Linked DNA regions of Mus musculus: region 2 is linked to region 1. The links are chromatin contacts, called in public Hi-C maps. All regions are on one chromosome and are shown on one strand. The core of a region is the stretch at or near the end of the contact, and the rest is flanking DNA. Distances in the headings are between cores, read along the strand shown.

The links. A called contact is a pair of places that touch in the nucleus more often than the background predicts.
Region 2: a contact with region 1 is called in a Hi-C map of extraembryonic endoderm stem cells, with 1.8 times the contacts expected there. The contact joins two enhancer-like sites. A contact is called at or near these places in 4 of 484 Hi-C or Micro-C datasets (the G1E-ER4 cell line, the N1E-115 cell line, embryonic fibroblasts and 1 more), 2 of 115 datasets of contacts at active chromatin or transcription factors (large pre-B cells and stem cell-derived neural progenitor cells) and 1 of 9 other capture datasets (embryonic stem cells).

Annotation. Positions count from the first base shown.
Region 1 is chr6:145,588,998-145,595,121 of GRCm38.p6, reverse strand. All of the region lies in intron 1 of Gm38475 (a long non-coding RNA gene), which reads left to right. Among named protein-coding and RNA genes, the nearest start is that of Gm38475, 22 kb to the left of the region's middle. Within about 2 kb of position 2,946, at least 29 of the 459 cell types and tissues checked have an H3K27ac peak or open chromatin away from gene starts, as enhancers often do. A contact at or near this core is called in extraembryonic endoderm stem cells, where this site is marked.
Region 2 is chr6:145,413,740-145,419,863 of GRCm38.p6, reverse strand. It overlaps Lmntd1 (lamin tail domain containing 1), which reads left to right. Exons shown (of 10, transcript NM_028742.2): 6 at 1-176; 7 at 2,345-2,464. Among named protein-coding and RNA genes, the nearest start is that of Lmntd1, 18 kb to the left of the region's middle. Within about 2 kb of position 2,358, at least 25 of the 459 cell types and tissues checked have an H3K27ac peak or open chromatin away from gene starts, as enhancers often do. A contact at or near this core is called in extraembryonic endoderm stem cells, where this site is marked.

The DNA.
Region 1 (6,124 bases), core at 1,697-4,196:
CATTTCTCCTCAGGATAAACATTCAATGAAAATAGAAAACATTTTCAAAGTACCCTGATTGCCAAGTGTTTACATCAGCCACAGCTTATCAGTCTAAAATAAACACAGATATGTAGGTAGAAAGGTAAATGAAGCGCACTTTCTCTTTCTTTTTCTTGAATACATTCCTTCAGGATCAGAAATTTCCATTATAAATGGTTCTTAAGAGGCCTGTGAAGGGTGTGCAGGAGGTCGTGAGTTCAGATCTCCCCATCACCACAGGAAAGGCAGGGGCAGTGGTATGCGCCTGTGGCCGGCCCTCAGGAGGGGTAGAGACAGACAGCTCTTTCCAGACCTTACTGACCATCCAGCCTAGCGTTATCCGTGAATGCTAGGCTCAGTCAGAGAAACTGTCTCGGAAAATAAATACATGGTGACCTATGGCCCCCACACATGTGCATATGCATGAACACGTGCACACCACTGCTTATAAAGCTGATAGGAAAGTACATTTTTCATATAATCATTTCTCTGGTTTGACCTATGGTGAATGTGGCCTTGTGGGGTCTGACTACAGGAAGGGCAGTGGTTCTAGGGTCTACCTACCCAGGCTGGGAATTTAAGATGAAAGTCAACATGACTGTCATGCATTTTAAACATGGTGCAATTGTTATCCTCATTTGCACACCAAGAAGACAGGATTCAGAGCGACTCCTGTCATGGTGGTCCTGGTGGAGGAGTTAATGAAGGACTGGGATTTACGAAGCTTCCGCTTTTACGACTCCACACAGACAGCCCGTCTAAACCAAAGCTTCACTCTAGGTGATTAATTTTATCTCAGGAAGTCAGGGGCCTGCAAAATAGCCTGCCCAAGGTTGTTCTGAAGATTAAGTGTTAGGGCAGGATTTAAATCGGAGTCTGTCTGCGTCCATGGTTGGCTGCTCTCCATGTGAGGTGTGTCAGAGTATTCTACTACATACTGGACCTTGCAAGTCCACTGGGCTCGTGGCTGCCCTGGGAGGCCTGAACCTGTGCCTCCATACCAGCCTGCAGGTCAGAGCCACTTCACTCTGTGCCATTACCCTCCCTGGGTCCTGCATCTTACAAACCACAGATGCCTCTGTGTGTGTGTGTGTGTGTGTGTGTATGTGTGTGTGTATGGTCATTGTTAGGTCACTTCCTCTATAGCTCCCCACCCTATTCTTTGAAACAGGGTTTCTCACCACCCTAGAACTTATTGATCAGCCCAACTGGCTTGTGGGAAAGCTCCAGGAATCCTCTTATTTCTGTCTCTTTAGTGCTGGAATTATAGGTTCATGCTATTATGCCTAACTTGTTACATGGGTGAGTGCTAGAGATTTGAACTCAGGCCCTCAAGTCCTTTGCCCACCGGGTCATTATAACTGAAGGAATGATATGGCAAGAAGTATCCTAGTCCGTTTTGTTGACTCGACACAACCTAGAGCCACCTAAAAAAGGCTTGTTCCAACAACGCAATGATTTTTCCAGATCAGGCTGGCCTGTGGGGATGGTCCTGGTTGTTGATGGATATGGGAAGGCCCAGACCACTGTGGGCAGTGTCTTCCCCAAGTAGATGGTCCTGGGTTGTATAAGAAAGTAGGCTGAATGGGTGAGAATCACAGCTGTGTGGCCCTTGTGCTGCTAATATTTCTCTTGTCAGGTTTGGAATCCCTCATTCTGAATAGGCTCCAGCATATATAAACCAACAGATATGCAGCATGTGAGCAAATAAAACGTTAAAAATAAGGAACTGATAAGGAAACATAAAGAAAGAATATATTCAAAAGGTCTCATTGACAAGTGGGCAAGAATGTCTTCTTTGGAAAAAAAATAGGTCCACTGCTACTAAATGACCAACTCTAAAAGTTCAATGATCTATTTTATGTGAAGTGTGTTTTGTTTGCTATTGTTTTTGTTTGTTGCTATTCTTGTTATGTTTTGAGACAGTTTCTCCTTTCCTCTAGCCAAGGTTAACCATGAATTCCTGGTTTTCCTGCTTTATTTTTATTTAAACTCTGAGATTATACATTTGTGCAACCACAGCTATCCTATCATTAAATAATGATTTTCTGTAAAAAAAAAAAAAAAAAAAAAAAAAAAAAAAAAAAAAAAAAAAAGAAAGTAGGCTGAGCAGGAGCCAGATGGAGCAAGTCAATAAGAAGTGTTTATCCATGGCTTCTGCTCCAAGCTCCTGCCTTGGCTTCCCTCCATAATGGGCTGTAATTTGTGAGCTGAAATTTCTTCCCCATCTTGCTTTTGGATATGGTGTTTGTCACTGCAACAGAAAGCATCTAGGGAAAGACTCAGCCCACTGCCTTTAATGCAGGTCTTGCTGTGAGGAGCATCATGTGTCTGCTAGTTTAGAAACTCTTTTACAAACAGATCTGCGGAGTCATTTTTGAAAAGCGTACGGGAGGGGAAGGGGCTGGCCCTCAGCAGGCGGGAGCCTACAGTTCAGTAAATGTGGGCTGACTGACAGTGGAAATAAAACCTGGGATCACAGACACCGGCAGACGTAGTCTCCTTAGGGAGCGCACAGGCCTTTGGCACTTGCAGAGCAGTGTGTGTTACAGCGAGGACTGCTAAGACCAGGTCCTAGAATTGTTAAGAAGCCATTAGAGAGATTCTAGATAGAGTGTCTGTCTAGAGAGAGTCTAGCTAGGACAATTCCAGGAGACCAGTGGCCTGCAGTGTTGGTAAGGACTGCTTGTGGAGGAGGGTTTTCTAATCAGCTTGCCAGCAGCAAATACAGCCGTAAAATGGGAAGTAAGAAGTTACGCCTTGTAGAGTCCAGTGATGCTCCTCCCTGGGGGCCCATACCTCAGTCCTGAGCTTTCTCAGCAAACCTGGGGCTGACAGACCACTCACTCCTGGAGTGGCCCCAGCTGGCTGGCAGTGCATGAGGGACAGAGGGCAGACCGCGCCCACAGTTTGGGCTTAGTGAGCCTCTCCCAGAGATAGGGAACTCTGCCACACAGTTCCCTACCGAATTCCATCTTTCAATTCTATCAATCCTAATGACTGGGAGGAAAGCATTCCTGAAGAGATCGACCCATCTCTTTTCTTTCCAGGAAACACTAATCTAGGGGACACTACCGCAAAGGCATGAGGGTCATTTAGAGAATGTAAGGCTAACTTTTTCCTGGCAAAACAATTCTTCATACATAACTGTAGGGTTAAATGCCTGAGAAATTACATGATGTTAGGTATATGTTTTATGAATTTTAGCCAACCTCTTCTAAGAAATAGACCATTTTAAGGGTTAGTGCACAGCAGTCATTATCTGCATATCATGTTGAAACCCACAAAGCAAACATGTAATCTGGTTGGGTCACTCACACAAATACAACTACTGTTGCCAGTTAGGGGAAGTCTTACAACCAAAGCCAGAGAGAAGAACAGATTGAAACAATGTGTTTTCCTAGGGAAAAAAGGGGATTAGGTCCTTTGATCTACTGGAGCAGTCTCCCAGATCAACAGGGGTAGAATTGATTTGGTCTGTAAAGCTAGAAGATTAACTTCAGAGAAAGGCATGCTGGGACGTTTCCATATTCCGTTGGCTTTTTCATTTATGTTTTTCCTAATTTTCTGGGGAGGTGGGCACTACAGCTTCATTCCTCATCTAGAAAAACAAAACATCCCCTAACCTACACCGTGACCCTGACCAACAGCCTGCAGAGGTGAAAGAGCTCTCAGGATGGGGCCAGTTGTGCTTCAAAGCGGACCCAGTGTCCACCCTAGTCCAACAGACTGAGATGTCTTGTAATCAGTCATTTCCCTGGAACCTTAAACAACAAAAGGTAGCTCTCTCCTTCCTCCTGTCAGTCTGGTTTTCTCTCAGGATGGAAGGTCTCCAGGGCTCTTCCTCCTCCTTGCTGTGCCTATCTCAGAGGTGGCTCTTACAGGGGTCCTCGCAGGGTGTTGTATTAGAACTGAGTTATGGAGACTCCGTGTTAGGTCTGGGATGGAGTGTGTGCCAAATGGTGTCCTTCCCTCAGTCTATGTGATTTATTGCTTGCATTTTGCATATAAAATGCTTGTTTTTCTGAAACACAGATGGGTCTTCCTGCCTGCCTGCCAAGGAGCTGGTTCCCAGCTCAGCCTCACAATTTAGGCTGCCACCTTCCTCTTCATTGGTTTGTTTGTTTGAGACAGAGTCTCTTTCTGCCCAGGTAGGCCTCCAATTTGCTACGTAGCTGAGGCTGGCTTTGAACTCCTGACCGTCCTGCTTCTACCTTCCAAGCACTGGGATTGCAGGTGCCTTCGTTTGCTTCTGTTGCTGGGATAAACACCGCAGCCAAAGCAGCCTGGGGGAGGAAAGGGTTTACTTGACTTCCAGGTCCTGACCACAGTCTATCACTGAGGGAGGTCAGGCAGGAGCGCAAGCAGGAGCAGACTCAGGAACCGTCACGGGACAGTGCTGCCTACTGGTTCGTTCCCGGTGGCTTGCTCAACCTCCTTCCTTATACAACCCAGGACCATTTGCCATGGGATGGGACCACCCACATCAACCATTAATCAAGAAAATGTCCCATAGACATGCTCACAGGACAGTCTGATGGAGACAGTTCCTCAGTTGAGATTCCTTCTTCCTAGATATATTTAGGTTTGTGTCAAGTTGACAACAACTAACTGGTGCAGAATGTATGTATGTGGACGGCAACGCCTGACTCTGTCCACAGTTTTGACTTTGCACTTACAGAGCGAAATCCTCACTGCTAAGACCTAGCACCATGCTTTTATCAGTGCTGCCATTTCTAAGGAGTGTTTCTGAAATGATGAGCTAAAAGAAAAAAAAATCCTCTTGTGGTAATGTGATCAGAAAAATGACTCCAAATGGCTGTAATTTACTGAGGAGCTTCCTGTGGTCAGTGATTGAAGCAGAGATGGAGAACTGCATTCTGTTGGTGGTGGATCACTCTCATGGACAGCATGGCCCCTCTCCCTTCCCAGGCCCTCTTCTTTGGGAAAGCATGGTGATTAAGGTCCCAGACAAACTTGAGTTCTTGTGGCCTTGGCCACATAGCCTTATTTATCCTCAGAGCTAAGAAATCATGCCATGAATGAAGTTATTTAATGATAGTCATCTGTACTTTGTGAGGAAATAAAATTGAAAAGATTGTAATGGAGTTAATTTTAGGGTTTAAATACAAATAATCACATGGTTATAATTATATAACTCCATGCATACCATTTTACTGGACATTGTGAAACAATTAATGCAAAGCAGATTTCATTTTCACTAAGAACTCATGGCTTGCTCTGAATGCCATGCCTTTCATATGAACACAGGGAGGAGAGGAGCTTTCTCGAGTGACAGGCTGGATCGTCACACTCCCTCAGAGTTCAGAGGTCAGGGCTGCCATGTGCATTCCATCTAATAGAAAAGCAGTTATGACCAGAAATGTAGAAGAAAGGCTATCTTGTAAATTTTGTGAAGCACTTTAAATATTTTTTATCCCTTTACATTAAAGGGATGATTTTAATTGTTCAATTACCCCTATTTATTTGTGCACATGCCCATGGCGCATGTATGGAGGTCAGAAAATCAAGTATTGGAGTCAGCTCTCTCCTGCCAGTGGGTTCTGGGGATGACAACACATCAAGCTTGGTGGCCTGTACCCGCTGAGCCACCTTGCGGGCCCTGTCTATACGCTCATGACTCTATATGTGTATAACATTTAGAACTCCTGCCATGAGCTTTAATCTTCTGTACAGGTGCCAACAAGTAGTTTTTGGATGAAAGAATTCATAACTAAATGAAGTTTGGTGATTTATAGATGGAAAAATATAGAAAAAATATTTTTTGAGGAAGATCTTTATAGTAATATCCAGGAAAAGGGAAAGTTTGGGGCGAGTCTAGATATTTAGTGAGGGATATAAGCTTGTGGAACAGAGAATAGAGGTGCCGGCTTGTCTGAGTGTCAACAGAGATGGCTCCCACCACCTTGGGGACGTCACAGCTCTGATCCTACTACTCTGAGGAAGGAATACTTTCTACACTAACTGGAATTCCTTGATGTTTATAAATTTAAAAAGGAAAATAAATTGGTCATAAATACTGCCATTTTCTGTAACTAAAATACAACCTTTGAGTAAATGAATTTCATTCATAGATGACATT
Region 2 (6,124 bases), core at 1,109-3,608, 170 kb after region 1:
AAATTAAAATAGCTGAGGTAAATATCAAGGGCCTCTTTGTGAGGCTTGTCAACTCCTCCAATGAAAAGGAAGTAGAGATTGGAAACCACATTCTTCAGCAAAACGTGAATGGACACGCAGTCTCCTTGTACCAGTTCCCCGACAACATCACACTGCAGGCCAACTCCACGGTGACAGTAAGTATCTGAAACCACCAGCTGGGTGGACTGTGCACGGGAAACACTGCGAGCTGGGAACACAGTGGGCAAGGACACAATGATGTGTGACTAGTGTGAGTTAGGGGTATCGTAATGACATACAGTGACCTGGGGATGCTGTGAGCTGTAAGTAATATAGACTGGGAATACTGGGGGGCTGGAATACCAGGGATCTAGAATACTAGGGGCTGGAAATACCAGGGGCTGAGAACATCTTGACCATGTGTTGAAGATACACTGAATTGGAAATACCCTGATGTAGGAATACCAGGAGCTGAGAATGAATTGAGTCAGGAATCTCATGATCTGGGAAAACTGTGAGCTAGGAATACCAGGGTCTGAGTGATGAATACTGTGAGCTAAAAATACAGTAAGTTGGGTACACATGAACTGGGAACACCAAGATTTGACCATGATTTGAGAACATGGTGAATTGGGAATCCTGTGAGCTGCGGATGTGGTTGGCTAGTGATACCATGGGCTAGAAATACAATGAGGTAAGAATATAGCAAGCTGAGAACCCCAGGAGCTGAGAGTGCTATGAGCTGGTCAAATACAGCAAGCTGCAAATACCATGAGATGGCACCAACAGAAGCTAAGACCATCGTGAAGCGGGAATGGCCGGAGCCAGTGCTATGGTGGGTTGGAATAGCCTGAGCTGACAGTATGGTGAGTTAGGGATACTGTGCTTTCGAGATATCATGAGCTGGGACTCCCAGGAGCTGGAAATGTGGTGGATTGGAAGTACCATGATCTGGGATTGGTGTGAGTTGGGGAACAAATAATCTGTGACTGCAACATGAGTAGAGAACACTGAGAGCTGGAATTTATTAATGCATTGGGAACACTATCAGCCAGGAGTGTCAGGAGCTAGGGAAACTTTAAGCCAGGACCACAGGGCTGCCTTGAACAGAAAAACATCACAAGCAGGGAATACCGTGAGGGAACATGGTGAGCTGGGGGTAGCAGGAGCTGGGAGCACTGGGAGCTGGGAGCACTGGGAGCTGGGAGCACTGGGAGCCAGGAACACTGGGAGCCGGGAACACTGGGAGCCGTGAACGCTGGGAACTGGGAACAGTGAGCTGGGAACACTGAGAGCTGGGAGCACTAAGAGCTGGGAGCACTGGGAGCTGGAAGCACTGAGAGCTGGGATCACGGGGAGCTGGGAGCACTGGGAGCTGGGAACACTGGGAGCTGGGGACACTGAGAGAGGAGCACTATGTGCTGGGAGCACAGATGAGAGCATTGTGAACTGGGAGCACTGAGAGCTGGGAACACTGGGAGCTGGGAACACTGGGAGCCAGTAATAATGTCAGAGCTGGGTTCCTATAGGGAATGCTGCCTCTACTGTCAGCCTGTGGCTTGGCACAAGTGGCCTCGTGGATACTTGATCTTTGTACTAAATGTGATTTTGTGGTTTGTAGTGTCGTGGATGGATGCCTGTACTTTGCTCTCCACAGCTTTCTTCCGTGTAGTAAGCAATCATATTCTGGCTTGTCCTTCAAAGTGAAAATCCTAAGTCTGAAAATGGATTCTTAAAAGAGAAGTAAAGAGCTGGTCATCTCAGAGAGCAGGCACTAAGGGGGTTCTCCCTGACACCCCCCATCTGTGACCCTCTGAACCTTGATGTCTGGTCTGTAGCCATGTGCTGCAAGAGTATGTGTGTGCTTGTTTTACATGACACTGAGATAAGATCTCTACAAAATTACTTTAGAAAACCACAAAATCAAGCTACAAAAACAAGCAAAGCAAAACAAAAAACCTCAAAGGTACGACCTAGTGTTTTGAATAAGCCTACAGTGTGCATTTATATCTATCCTGGATCCGCTTGCGGACCACAAGCCAGGGCTGGGTGGTTGTTTAAACCGTGTTCGGTCACTGTTTAGCATTACATTATATTTTAAAACAACCTAGAAGCTCAGATGCCTATATAGTCCCAGGTCCTCAGGAGGCTAAAGCTGAGGCACAGAAATGATGTGAACGTAGGAATTCTAGCCAAGACCAGGCAAATGCAGGGAGAGCCTTCCCACCTTTAATGACAACGAAAACCCTATCTGTTCAGAAAGATTAATAACAATAGCACCGTCGGATGTGGCTCTGGGTGGAACCGCAGTAGCACTTGTCAGCAACAAACTGCTTTCTCTAAGGTGTGGGCAGCAGCTTCGGAAGCAAAGCCACAGCCACCAACGGACTTTGTTTGGGAGGAACAGAGCAAGTTCCGATCCAGTCCGGACTGCACGACCATCTTGTGCAAGCCCAATGGTGAGGTGAGTGTCAGAGTTTTCAACACTCGATGCTGGAGTAGCCGGCCACTGTTCCCTTCGGCCCTTGGTCCTGCTCACATTCTGCACAGCACATCTAGAGTCACCCCCAAATGCCCCCAGCTAGTGCCTCAGGCAGACCAACACCCCTCTCTCCCAGTGTGTGCCCAGCAGCAGTCAGGGTGTCCCGAGTTTCTGATCAACAGCTGTCTCCTATCCCTCCCCAGTGTGCCCCCTTCTGGCCATTTGGAGTTATGGCACCCTGAGCTTCCGAAGGCTGCAGCAGATTCAGAGTCAGGGGTGGGCTTTATTTGCGATCCTGACTGGAAGTGTGAGATAAGGAAGGTACTGCACATGGCCTTCTCTGCTCAGCTATTCATCCCAACAATGTTTCTTGGGAGTCTTGCCTTTGCCTATGCTCTAGGCTGAACTATGCACAAGGAACACAACACAAAGACTTGATCTCTGCGCCCAGGGGGGTGCACAAGCTAATGGAAGGGCTTATACTCTTAATTTGAAATAACTATCTTCTATGCGGAATAAAATGAGATACTTTAGAAATAATTTTCTGGGATTCTTTCCCCATGCTTGGCAGTCTCATGCTTTCGTTGGTATAAAACTAGCATAATTATAATTTATTCTTTAATTCTTATCCCTAGACAAATTTGCTACGCCACAAAACCATTAACACCCCCCCCCATAATATGTGGACTAGAGTATGAATTTCTTTCTTACTTCATTATACAATGATATTCGGTAACTACCTGTTGAACAGGCTAGAGTAAAATTTTAAAAGATTTTATTTTCTGTATATGTTGTAGGGTGTGTGTATGTATTATGTGGCATATGTGTGTGAGTGTTCACAGCATGGGGTTGTGTGTGTGCAGTGTATGTGTGTGTGTATGTGTCTGAGTGTGTAGAGAATGTGTGTATGTGTGCAGTGTGGGGCATATGTGTGCCTCCTGTGTGTGCATGAGAAAGAATATATGTGCGTGCATATGAGAGAGTGTGTGTGTGCAGTGTGGGGTGTATGTATGTGTGTGAATGTATGCAGTAGTATGTGTGAGAGCATGTGTGTGTGAGGATGCATGCAGTGTAGTGTGTGTGTGTATGAATGTTTATAGCATAGCATGTGTGTGAGCGTGTGTGTGTGTGTGTGTGTGTGTGTGTGTGTGTGTCCTCAGAGTAAAGAAGGGAGTTCAGAATCTCAAGAGTTGGAATTGCAGGCTGTTGTGAGCCACTCACGTGGGTGCTGGGAACCGAAGCTGAGTCGTCTGGAAGAACAGCATCCTTACCTGTTTAATCGTCTCTCCTGCCCTTTGCTGGGTTTCAGATTGGGAACTCTCTAGATTCATCTTTACTCAGCCATCCATGTCTTCGTGATTTAAACTGAATTTTATAATACTTGTATTTAAAATTGGCTAGAAAAATAAGGACATGTAATTCAAATGAATTACCCTGTCTCCTGAGACACCATCAGCAAAACCCAGGTTAAGACGGAGGGCTGGAATGTGAAATGTCAGACCACCTTCCCTGCCTGCGGAGGGCACCTCTGAAGGAGATAGGAAACTGTAGGTGGTTCCTTCCTTTTGTGCCTTCTCCACCTTGGCCTGATCACAGTTATGGAGGAGCTTGGCCAAATCTCCTGTCACCGTGAGCCACTCTGCCATTGTTTGCCCACCATCATGGCATGAAATCTCATGAAATTATGAACCAAAATCAATGCCTGCTCAGTAGTATTCATGTCCATCATTTGACTGTCCCTTCACACCTCACACCCTGCAGGCCAGTCTTGGTCCCACAGAGGCTCTCTTCCTCCCTTGACGCAGTGCATTGTTTGGCACTTGTCCTGGGTGGTTCTAGAGTCATTTGGTAAGTGGGGACTTCAGTAGAGAAAATGTGGCCATCAGATTGGCAAGTCTGTGGAGTCACTGCCTTGATAATGATTGGTGTGGGAGAGTCCAGCCCCCTGTGGGTGTGCTGATGCTGGTCATGTAAGCTTGGGTTAAATAAGAGAGCAGGCCGACAAGAGCCAGAGGGAGCGAGTCAGTAGGCGGGGTCCCTCAGCCTCTACTTCGGTTCCTGCCTCCAAGCTTATGCTGCTGGTTCCTGTCCTGACTTCCGTCTGTCCATGATGGACTGTGATCAGAGCCTGTAAGCAAATAAACCCGTCCTCCCCAAGACGTTTTTGGTTACGGTGTTTATCACAGCAACAGAGAGACCTAAAACAGCAGCAACCATGGCCAAAACCACGGACAGGGAAACCTAAGGTAGGAGAGGCTTACTTAGGCTGCAGTTTCAGGGGATCAAACCCAAAGGTTGCTTGTCCCCTCACACTTGGAGGAAAATATTGGTAGCAGAAGCTTGCAGCACTTTCCGGAAAAGGCTTGAGATAAGGCAGCCCACAGACTGGCTGGCACTGGTGAGCACAGCTAGGAAGCACTAGGTATTCTCAACAACTCACAGATAACACCATCAAATGAGTACCAGTGTTCAATGCACACAGCGATGACGACGACGACAACAGCGCCACACCGACTACAGTAGATGACCTCCTCTTCAGGCCACACCCTTGGGTTTCATCCCATTGGAAAAACCCAGCTGTGACAAGGCAGTAAGCTTCTTCAGCTAGAAAATGCGCCCTTAATAAGAAGGCCAGGGAGAGCCCGTGTCCACCTGAGACCCTAATAAAAACTCACAGTTCTTTACAGACAAGATCACCTCCATTCTTACCTCAGTGAAGCTAGTCCTCACCTGCAATTGCAAGAAAGGCTTTCCTGGAAACCCTGATTCCTGCCCGTTTGCTGCATAAAGCAGACAGGTTTTGCCAGGACCCAGGGGCCGCTCTCCAGCTATGCCACGGACCAGCCGATGACAACCTGCATCTTGTGGGGAAGTCTCAGCCATTCCCCCCTCTGCCTGGCACAGCCCCACAGACCAACAAAGGTGTCTCTCTGGTCCTCAGTAACACTTGCTTTGTGATAGAGCACCGGCAGATGACATTATGGATTCTCTTCAAAGACAAACTAAAGTGTGACTTAGGCCACACTTGGAACCACCTTGTCCTAAATGACTATAGCCAAAGGCCACTAAAACCACAGAAGCCATAGAGTGTGACGAGGGGGATTTGAGTTTCTTCTGCCTGCAGATTTGTAGGTAGCCATTATTCTGACTGCTCCCTGAAAATCTGACTCTCTACTCTCCTCACTAATGCGCTGTGAGTCTGGGTTTTCAAAACAGTGCTGTCAGTCAGTCACGCTGGAGTCACAGCGTTTGTGGACGCTGCTCATCCTCCCTCGGTGTCTGGGACTTCGTCAGGCCCTTGTTTTACATTTAAGATCCAGATATGGCACAGATTTCTCCTGCACAGTGGTAGCTCATGGAAGGGCTGGTTAAAGAAATCACAACAGATTTAACATGTGATCAGGGAGTCCCTCTCTACATTGGTGTATACCCAAAGAAGACCTATAACGTAACTAAGTCTAGAGAGCTAATGGACAATGGACTAAAATCACTTAAATGGCATTGCGTCTGGGGTTTTCAAAAGTGAATTTCACTTGTGCTTGTCAGAGATATGTGACATACATAAAACTATAATATATTATAGTTTTATATATAAATATATATTAATTCTGTAATTAGTGTTGAAATAGCCCGGGCAGCATA